Regions from separate parts of the Urocitellus parryii genome. Here region 1 is linked to region 2. A link is a contact called in public Hi-C data. All regions are on one chromosome and are shown on one strand. The core of a region is the stretch at or near the end of the contact, and the rest is flanking DNA. Distances in the headings are between cores, read along the strand shown. Region 1 holds the start of Lias (lipoic acid synthetase). Region 2 holds the start of Pds5a (PDS5 cohesin associated factor A).

Region 1 (4,673 bases), core at 564-3,063, 410 kb after region 2:
CCCCCCACCCCGGGGGGTTTCATCCCCAGTAACACAAAAACAACAACAACAAAAAAACCCCACAATAGAACAAATCTAAAAGGAATGGAGGGTAAAAGCAAAGAAGTGATGCAGGGGGCTGGAGCTGTAGCACAGTGGTAGAGCACTTGCCTTGCACGTGTGAGGCCCTGGGTTCGAGCCCCAGCACCACATATAAATAAAATAAATAAATAAATAAATAAATAGAAGATATTGTGTTCATCTACAATCAAAAATTAAAAAAAAAAAAGAAGTGATGCAGGAATTATATCAAGTGGTTTACTGCTTACAAGATTGGAATCTAAGGGGCTGGGGATGTGGCTCAAGCGGTATCGCGCTCGCCTGGCATGCGTGCGGCCCGGGTTCGATCCTCAGCACCACATACCAACAAAGATGTTGTGTCCGCCGAGAACTAAAAAATAAATATTAAAAAAATTCTCTCTCTGTCTCTCTCCCCTCTCTCACTCTCTCTTTAAAAAAAAAAAAAAAGATTGGAATCTAAGATTAAAGAAGAATCTAGAAGGAAACAAACCCAAAGAAGATTAGGAATGAACTTCTGAATACCAAGTTTAGAATAGATTTAAAAACCTTTGGAAGTATCTATCATAGATCACACTTTTATGCCCTTTTTACTTTATATTTTGAGACAGGGTCTTGCTAAATTGCTGAGTCTGACCTTGAACTTGGTATCCTCTCAAATAGTTGACATTACAAGGGTGGGCTAAGGTGGCCAGGTTCACTACCCTTCTTAACAGTACTAACACTTCGTCTTTCAACAAACTTAAACTGCAGTAACTGAAGATGCCAAGGCTATACATTTTCTATTCCTGACTTGAGTCAGATATGTTTAAAAGGAAATTTGCAATAAATCCCTCTAGCTTTGTGTTTGGGGTAAAGTAAACATGTTAAAATGTAGTGCTAATATCTAGTTGGTTCCAGAAAACTGGAAGTAGTAAAACCAAACCTAAGCCCACCAGCCTCTCGCACTAGTTTATGCTGGTGTCTTGGTTTTTGTTTGTTTGGGTGATGCTGGAATTGAATTACCCAGCACTCACACTTGCGAAGGACTCACTTTCCCTTTAAACTACAGTCCCCGGCCCTGTTTCTGTGCTAGAACCTGGCAGTTAACCAGTGCGCATTTGTGTAAGAAACCACAGTATTTGACTTCTAGATCTGAATACAAACATGCACGAGACAGGCAAAACACTGTAAAATTAAAGGGATCTTCAACAGTTCAAAAGAAAAAAAATATCTGTTAGAGCACTGCATGATTGGTAGTGCACTTATCCAGTCTACAGCTTTAGCCCAGAGGGCAGGCTGTGTTCTCAGCTGCAAGAGTGGTGTCTAATATACAGGAAGAGCCCAACGATGTGGGTTGAGCACTGTTGTGGTCCTTTAAATATAAGGAACAAACCACTCTAAGCAGGAAAAAAAAAAAAAAGACAAAACCAAAACCCATCATCACCGACCCAGAGAGACCTTCAAACAAAACAAGATCAGGGACTACTTCATGGGGATGTCAGGAGAATTAAACGAGATAATACGATAAACGTTTAGAAAAGTGCCTGGCTGCAAGCAAAAGCGTTGGCCTTCATTACGGAGTGCTCTGAAGAGATGGGAACCCCTCACCCCACGCCTGCACGCTTGTCGCCCCGCTGCTCACCCGGAGCCCCAGGGTGCGAGCAGCGTCCCCGCCGCGTAGAGACATCGCCTCTTTAGACCTAGTAGGGTCGAGGGATCACACCAATGCCAGGGAAAAGACTGATCGATAAACCGTCGCTCGGCTTATGACAATCACCAGAACTACCCCTAAGCCCGAGTAGCTTGAACTGTTCCGCAATTGGCTGCTTTAGTCTTAGTGGCGTCGCGCACTCATTACGCAATACGCAGAGTCCTTACGGGCTACAAATACGTGATGACGAAAGACGCTCTCTCTTTCCCGTATCTACTGCGAGGTGAGGAGGATAGTGATTTTTGTGGGCCCTGGGAATCTGAAGCCATCGGCTCTAGGAAAGCTAACAGCATGGGTTTTGCGCTCTCAGCCTTTACCCTGATTGTCTCCCGGCGCGGCGAGTGCCGTGTGGATCTGCTGGCGCGAGATGCGAGTTCTGTATTGGGGCTTTAGGCCTAACCCTACCGCTCTGCCTTACCGGGATGGCGCGCCGGGCTGGGATTCCAGGGTTGGGCCGACAGTGTGTTAGCCAGCAAGGCTTCGTAACACCTCTTTGGGGGCTGCACCTACCAGCCCCGGACGCACCGGAGGCCACTCTTAGTTTGGGTCATCTTATATCCTCCCACGTCTCCCGGCACTTTCCTGTGGGAGTGGAACTCTGTTTGGCGAAAACACTCCCTGCACTGGCCTGACTCCAAGTGTTTGTGTTTCAGAATGAAGACCATTCTCAGCAATCAGACTGTCGACATTCCAGAAAATGGTACGGTACTTGCGGTTTTTCTGATGGGTGTTTACTACGTGTTCTAAGCCTTCTGTAATCTCGGAATTCATTCTCTCTCGTAGTCGACATTACTCTGAAGGGACGCACAGTTATTGTGAAGGGCCCAAGAGGAACCCTCCGGAGGGATTTCAATCATATCAATGTGGAACTCAGCCTCCTTGGAAAGAAAAAAAAGAGGGTAAGGTGTAGATAACTTATGTTGCTCGTTCGGATGGTAGTTATTTGTAATAGCATTAAATTTGGTTGCTTGTAAAGTTTCCCAATTGAGCGACGTTTGGCTTTTAAGTTTAGCATCCAAAATAAATTTTGCTTTAATGAGGTTGGAATATCAGATTCTGAATACAATGTACTGTAAAGCTCAATATCTAGTAGTCATTCTCAAAGCGGTTTTAACACTAATACAAGTTAAATTTATTTATGTGATTGCTTAAAAAGTAAGAATTTAAACCAGTAATGGGGATTTTTTTGGACTTGATTTTATTTTCCAGTGGTGAAGTTTGTTGCAACTTGTTTGGGAGTTTTCAACGTGAATCTAGGTACCTTTGTACAGCAATAAAAACATTTGTGAAATGTAGGAGACTCTGTATGTGGTTGGATTTTCCCAGTTGAAAATCCTATGCTTTAATTGGGGTTAATTCTAGAATCTAGAGTAATTCGTTGGGAAAAAAAATGAACTGTTCTCCTTCCAGCCTACTTATTTATGGGAAGTTTTTGTTGTGTTACAGCTACGGGTTGACAAATGGTGGGGAAATAGAAAGGAACTGGCCACTGTTCGCACCATCTGTAGTCATGTACAGAACATGATCAAGGGTGTTACACTGGTAAGCTGACTAATAAAGACATTCCGCCCACTCCTTTATTTTACTTTTGAAAGTTTTCTAAGCTGTATTATATGTGTGTGTATGTATTATATATAGAGGTAGATGTCTATGGCCAGGAATGGATTAACCATAAGAGTAGGCTGAGGGTGTGGAACTTTTTTACTATAGTGCTGGAGCTCGAACCCATGCTGGTGCCAAGTGCTCTATCACTGAGCCACATCCTATTTATTTATTATTAATAGAAAATCTGCTATGCCATAGCACATAGGTAGGCTTTGCTTACTTAATGGAAAGCCACCATTAGGACCCTACAACCCTGCCTGTTTCCCTAAATGCATGTCTGATGTCACTATTGATTTCAAGCCCCTAAAGTAAAGTTTGTGTTGACTTGTGTGTATGCATTAAAACCTGGTCCCTCTAGACTATACCTAATAAGGGAATCCTGCGTTTAACCTCTATTATGGACCTATTAAATGTTTCTACTGCGTATCCCTGATTCCAGAAGGTAGAAGCCCTGTCATACTTGATATTCTCAATTCTGCCATTAGTCTTAGTAAATGTTAGTCTGAAAATGTGGGATTTGGGGAGTTCTCATTAAAAGGTGTTAGTATTGTTTACTGTGGTCATAAAGGTAACAAAATAAGTGCTTCTTTAAGAAGCTTTGCTGTCCAGTGAGGAGACATAAAATTGTGTACCTATAGTGTACCAATAATAAAAATGTTGTAGGAGGGTTAGTACAGGTGTCAGTTGTTAGGAAACCTTGCAATGAATGCAATATGGGAACTGTTTAAATTATAAGTAACATAAGCATCCTACTAAATTTTAAAGTGAATTTCTTTTAACTAGGGCTTCCGTTACAAGATGAGGTCTGTGTATGCTCACTTCCCCATCAACGTTGTTATTCAGGAGAATGGGTCTCTCGTTGAAATCCGAAATTTCTTGGGTGAAAAATACATCCGAAGGGTTCGGATGAGGACAGGTATGTTGTATGTGCCCTCAGATATGATTCAGAAATTGTAAGTCTTTTGAAGCCTGGTTTTTTGGGTTGGTTGTGACTATAAGTATTTCAGAATTGTCTAAGGATATATTGCTCTAAGGATAGCTTTGAACTTGTGATCCTCCTGTCTCTGCCTCCCAAATTTCTGGGATTACAGGCAAGTGCCACCATATCTGGCTGCATTGTGATGTTTTGATGGACATATGCATAAGTAGAATGATCAAATTAGGATATTTAACATGTTCATCTCCTATTTCTTGGTGATAAAAACTTTTAGATTCCAAAAGTATCTTAGTTATTAGCCTACATTCTGCCTAGGTTTAAATTTTAACATTTATTTTTTAGTTCTCGGCAGACACAACATCTTTCTTTGTATATGGTGCT
Region 2 (5,035 bases), core at 2,115-4,614:
TGGTCAACCTTGATCTAAAACTGTTAAATGGAAAATTCCAGACATAAACAATTCATAAATTTTAAATTGTGCAGCATTAAGTAGCATGATGAACTATTATGCCTTCCCACTCCATGCTGTCTAAGACATAAATCATTCCTTTGTCCAGCATATCCATGCTGTATGTGCTACATGCCGTTTTAGTTACTTAGTAGACATCTTGGTCATTAGATGCACAGTAATGGTATGGCAGTACTTGTGTCCATATAACACTTATTTTACTTAATAATGATCCCAAAGTGCAAGAGTAGTGATGGAAATGAAACACCAGGGCATAAAACATAGAAGGACAGATCAACTCTGGTGCTATATAGTAAAACTGCAGTGTGCATAGAGGAAAACATAGTATATATAGGGTTTGGCACTATCTATGGCTTCAAACCTCCTTTGTGAGGCCCTTGCAGATTGTGGCAGTCTACTAGATTTGTATCCCCCTCTTCCCTACTTTATTTTCATATGTATTTATTATTATTACTTTGGTCTATTTCTTCCCAAACAAATGGAAGTGCCATCCCCCTAGACTCTCCATCCCAGCTTTTTTTTTTTTTTTTAAAGAGAGAGAGAGAGAGAGAGAGAGAGAATTTTAATATTTATTTTTTCTTAGTTCTCGGCGGTCACAACATCTTTGTTTGTATGTGGTGCTGAGGATCGAACCCGGGCCACACGCATGCCAGGCGAGCGCGCTACCGCTTGAGCCACTACCCCAGCCCCCAGCTTTTTTTTTTTTTTTTTTTTTTTGGTACCAGGGCTTGAACTCAGGGGCACTCAACCCACTGAGCCACTTCCCCATCCCTATTTTGTATTTTATTTAGAGACAGGATCTCACTGAGTTGCTTAGTGCCTCGCTTTTGCTGAGGCTGGCGTTGAACTTGCAGATCCTCTTGACTTAGCATCCTGAGCCACTGGGATTACAGGCGTGCACCACCACACCTGGCTCCATTTAATGGTTGAATGTGACACATAGAACCACTAGGGCCCTGTCCACCTTCTACCATGCTTTTTTTTCCTCAGTGCCAAAACAATGCCTCCCATTGGCAGAAAGACCTTTTTGAAAAATAATTGTTGCACAAATTTTGTATTTTTGTATCTTTTTGTATGTATCTTTTCTCATTTATTGTATGTGGAAACATGTTTAAGAAGAGAAATAGCTGGGCAGAGTGGCACATGCCTGTAGTCCCAGCTACTCAGGAGGCTGAGATGAAAGGATCACTTGAGCCTACCTTTGATTGATTAGTTGATAGAAAGGAAGGACAGGAATTCTGAAGAGTATTGTACAAACTTTATGTGTTGCAGTTTTCAGGGTTTACCATCTTTTGAGGGTCTATAAGGTTATACAAAGTAATACGTTGTATAAAGTTGAAATTTATGGGAGATACAAAACTCCCTTCAATAATGGAAAAGTTACTGCAGGTAAAAATGAAAAAAAAATCATTGCTCTTTAATTTTATAAATATAATAGGAAATCGTGCTGTATATGTGTAATAAGAATTGTAATGCATTCCATTGTCATTTATTTTAAAAAAATCAATAAAAAATAAATATAATAGGGGAAAAAAAAAAAAACCACACACCAGAAATGAGAAGGAAAAGCCTAAAAAGAGTAGCTTTTGGTGGACTTAGGTTTTTTGTTGTTGTTTTTGGTGGACTTAGTTTGGATGAGGCCAATCTTAAATTCTGCCTTCTACTCAGAATTCCAGCAAGGAGCTTAGATTCCAAGAAGATTGCTCCTTTGTGGAATACCTGAAAAGTAATTCAGTAAATTGAAGTGTCTTTACTATTTTTAAGATCAAGGTAAAAGATGTTGAAAAGAAAATACACCAGCCAGGCCTGGTGGCACATCTGTACCCAGTGACTCTGGAGGCTGAGACAGGAGAATACCAAGTTCAAAGCCACTCTCAGCAACTTAGTGGAGCCCCACGCAATTCAACAAGACCCTGTCTCAAAAAAAAAAGGGCTGGGGATATAGCTTAGTGGTTAAGCACCCTTGGGTTTAAGTTAATCCCCGGTACTAACAAACAAACAAACAAAAAGTCAAAGAATATTCATCAATAATAAATAATCAAATATTTTAAATGATGCTAGTAGTCAGTTTCAGGAGCTAAATGTTATTATTGTTTTCTTTTTTCAACTTCGCTTTCTGAAATTATTTATGCATTCTTAGGTTTATTTGTTCAATATTTGCCTTAGATTGCTCAAATACTGCTTTCCTGAACTTTCCTCGAGAGTTGTTTTCCTTTGGATGAAAAGAAAAGTTAATCCTTGGCACATTTAAAACATAAAACAAAATAAACAAGCGAGGTTTTCCATATCTACAAGAACCATCTCGCTAAATTGTAAAAAAATTTTGTAAAAATTTGTAAAAAGAAAAAAATAATTCTGGGTTCCACTGGGAGATTCTGATTAGTAGCCGAAGTGATAGGGAAGCCAGTAGTCCAAAGACCATACCTCAAGAACTTATCTCAGTGCTATTTTCATATTTTGCAGCTTTCAATATATTAATTTTAGAAGTTTCCGGTGGAGGAGGGTACGAACTCTGGTGACAACTCAGAAGATAAGAGACTAAGCAGCAGCCCATGTCGTTCCATGTTGCAAAACTTTCCTTCAGTTTGTAGATGTGTCCCTGGGGAGGAAATCAGTTCGTTTCACCGGGTAACTAACCGTTTTTCAACTACTTCTGTCCACGTCCCTCAGGGTGATACTCCAAAAGTCATGAACTCAAGTGGGCGGCGAAAGGTTAAAGAAAGCTCTGTTCGCCCTGCTCGTCCGCGCGGCCCTGCGAGGACGGGGTTCGCTTCCCGCCACCCGGGCTCCTCCTCCGCTCGTCCTCTGGGGTCCGGTCCTCCCGGAGGCGCCCCGCGCGGGCAGGTCTTGGCGCCAACCGGGTGGCGGCGCTGTTCGCCCCGCGCGGCGGTCTCGGGCCCGAGGGAGGCGGAGGCACGGCCGGCGGAGGAAGGGGAGGGAGCGAGGCGCGCGCGCTGCTCTCGCGTGCTCTCGCGCCGCTCGCGTGACCGGCCGGTGTGTGTACGACGCGCCGGCTCCCGGGGGCTCGGACGGCCGGGCGCGCGCCGCGTCTAGGGGTGTCCAGGTCCGGGTCGGCACTAGGTGCGGGCGGGCGGGCCGCGGGGGTCCGGGGCGGACACACGCGCACACGCTCCCGGAGGAGCCTTCTCCGAGGCTGCTCTTCCTCGGCCAGACGGAGAGCGGCACTGTCTCCCCGCCCAGCGCATACTCGCCCCGCGTCTCCCCCCGCGGCGGCTGCTCCTTCTCGGCACCGCCAGCCCCAGCGCCGCTCCGGGGCGGGCGGGCGGGCGGCGGCGGCGGCGGCGGGACCCGCGGAGCCGCTTTGTGTGCAGCCCGACGAGGGGCGGCGGCGCAACCACCTGACAGAGGCCCGGGCGCTTGATGCACCTTCCGCCCGCATGAGTAGGAGGTAAAGGCGGCGGCGGCTCGGCTCCCGCCCTCGGCTGGTGGAGGGAGGGGACGGAAGGGGAGAGCAGAGGGGGGGCGCGGGTCCGAGGCCCGGCGGGGTTGCCCGGAGGTGCCGCTGAGGCCTCGGCGGTGCCGGGTGGCGCCCAGTGGCCGGGGCCAAGAGAAGCCGCCGGGATCCCTCAGCCGAAGTTGAAGGAACAAAATGTGAAGTGCGGAGCCGCGTCAGCCGCTTCCTGGCGTGGGGTTGGGGGTGAGGGCGGCTTGTTTTCCCCTCCCGCGGGGGTGAGGAGCGGGACAGGGGAGGGGCAGGAGCGCAGCGGGGACTGCCCGGGCCCGGAATCTCAGCCGGGCAAGGGCGTTTTGTTCCCGGGAGCCGCCGCGGCGTGTGGGTCCGGTCGGGTCCCTAGTTTTGCGGCCTAAGCCGAGCCCTATAGGCCTCGCGTCTCCTTTCCCGGAGGGGAACGGCCGGGTGGGGACTCCGTGCTGCTCTCTGGCCGAGACGGGGCCTTGGGATCCTCGCCGGCCTCCCCCGGCCGACAAACTTAAGACCTTGGTGCTCGGGGGTACATTTCATTGTGAAAGGCGGAATGGGAAACTCTGGCCGCTGCTCGGCGCCTCCTGCGGCCGTGGTGGCTGGTGCCCGGGAGCCCCGCGGGCCCCGGGCTGGCGCGGGTGTGGGCGACGGGCCGTCGGTGGGGTCCGGACCCCGGGACCGGGCGGATGAACAGGCTGCCTCCGGGTTCCCGGCCCCGGGGGAGAAAGAACCCGTTCCAGATTAGAGATTTTTGAAATGAAAAAAGAGGTTACAAAGTCGCCCCTTTCCCGCTGAACTTTGGTTTTCTGACCGATAGAGGCCGGTAGAGGACTGTGAAAGAAAAGTTGTCCCCCAGGATGGACTTCACCGCGCAGCCCAAGCCTGCCACTGCCCTGTGTGGCGTCGTGAGTGCGGACGGGAAGATCGCTTACCCTCCGGGAGTAAAGGAAATCACCGACAAGATCACCACGGACGAGATGATCAAACGACTGAAGGTAAGGTCTGAACAGACTGTTCGCACTCCGAGATGTTTTTCAGACCCTGTCTCCTGTGGTATTACTGCACTACTCTGCCTGGCCTTACAGTTCAGCTGCCAAGGTCTCCTCTCCCCCCCCCCTTTCTTCTCATTTTATCTCTTCTAAAAGGTATTTGTTCTGTCTTGAATACATCTTTGAATAAGTTATGTAGGAAAATGACTTACGGGAAATTAAAAAAGAGTGTGATTTTAAAGAAAATCTTACTGTTTTTCAAGCATAAGAATTCAGGTGTTTGTAAAGTACTCCCCCCCACACACACCCCGTGAATATTTCGTTTTATGAGACTACTGTTTAAGTAGCTGTCATTCTTAAGTTAAGGCAGTAATTTGCCTAGGAACATTTCTGTTTTCATCAGCATCTGAGAAGTTGATAATCAGATGTGTGCTTAAACATTGACAGAAGGTACTAGTTTTTCAAAATTCAGACTTAAGGTGATGACTTAAGTTCCTGTGTTTATTTGAGCTTAAGAAAGAGTGTTGCTCTTTTTATGAGACCT

Evidence for each region. Hi-C and Micro-C count contacts between places; a contact is called where the count stands out from the background.
Region 1: a Hi-C map of liver shows a contact between it and region 2, with 10 times the contacts expected there. The contact joins the promoter of Lias here to the promoter of Pds5a in region 2. A contact is called at or near these places in 2 of 2 Hi-C or Micro-C datasets (liver and muscle).

What each region holds. Positions count from the first base shown.
Region 1 is chr10:114,908,011-114,912,683 of mUroPar1.hap1, forward strand. It overlaps Lias (lipoic acid synthetase), which reads right to left and starts at 1,814. Exons shown (of 11, transcript XR_003300511.2): 1 at 1,682-1,814. Rpl9 (ribosomal protein L9) reads left to right here and starts at 2,349. Exons shown (of 7, transcript XM_026385869.2): 1 at 2,349-2,450; 2 at 2,534-2,649; 3 at 3,197-3,292; 4 at 4,139-4,271. The coding sequence starts at 2,405.
Region 2 is chr10:114,500,629-114,505,663 of mUroPar1.hap1, forward strand. It overlaps Pds5a (PDS5 cohesin associated factor A), which reads left to right and starts at 3,365. Exons shown (of 32, transcript XM_026385599.2): 1 at 3,365-3,469; 2 at 4,320-4,497. The coding sequence starts at 4,360.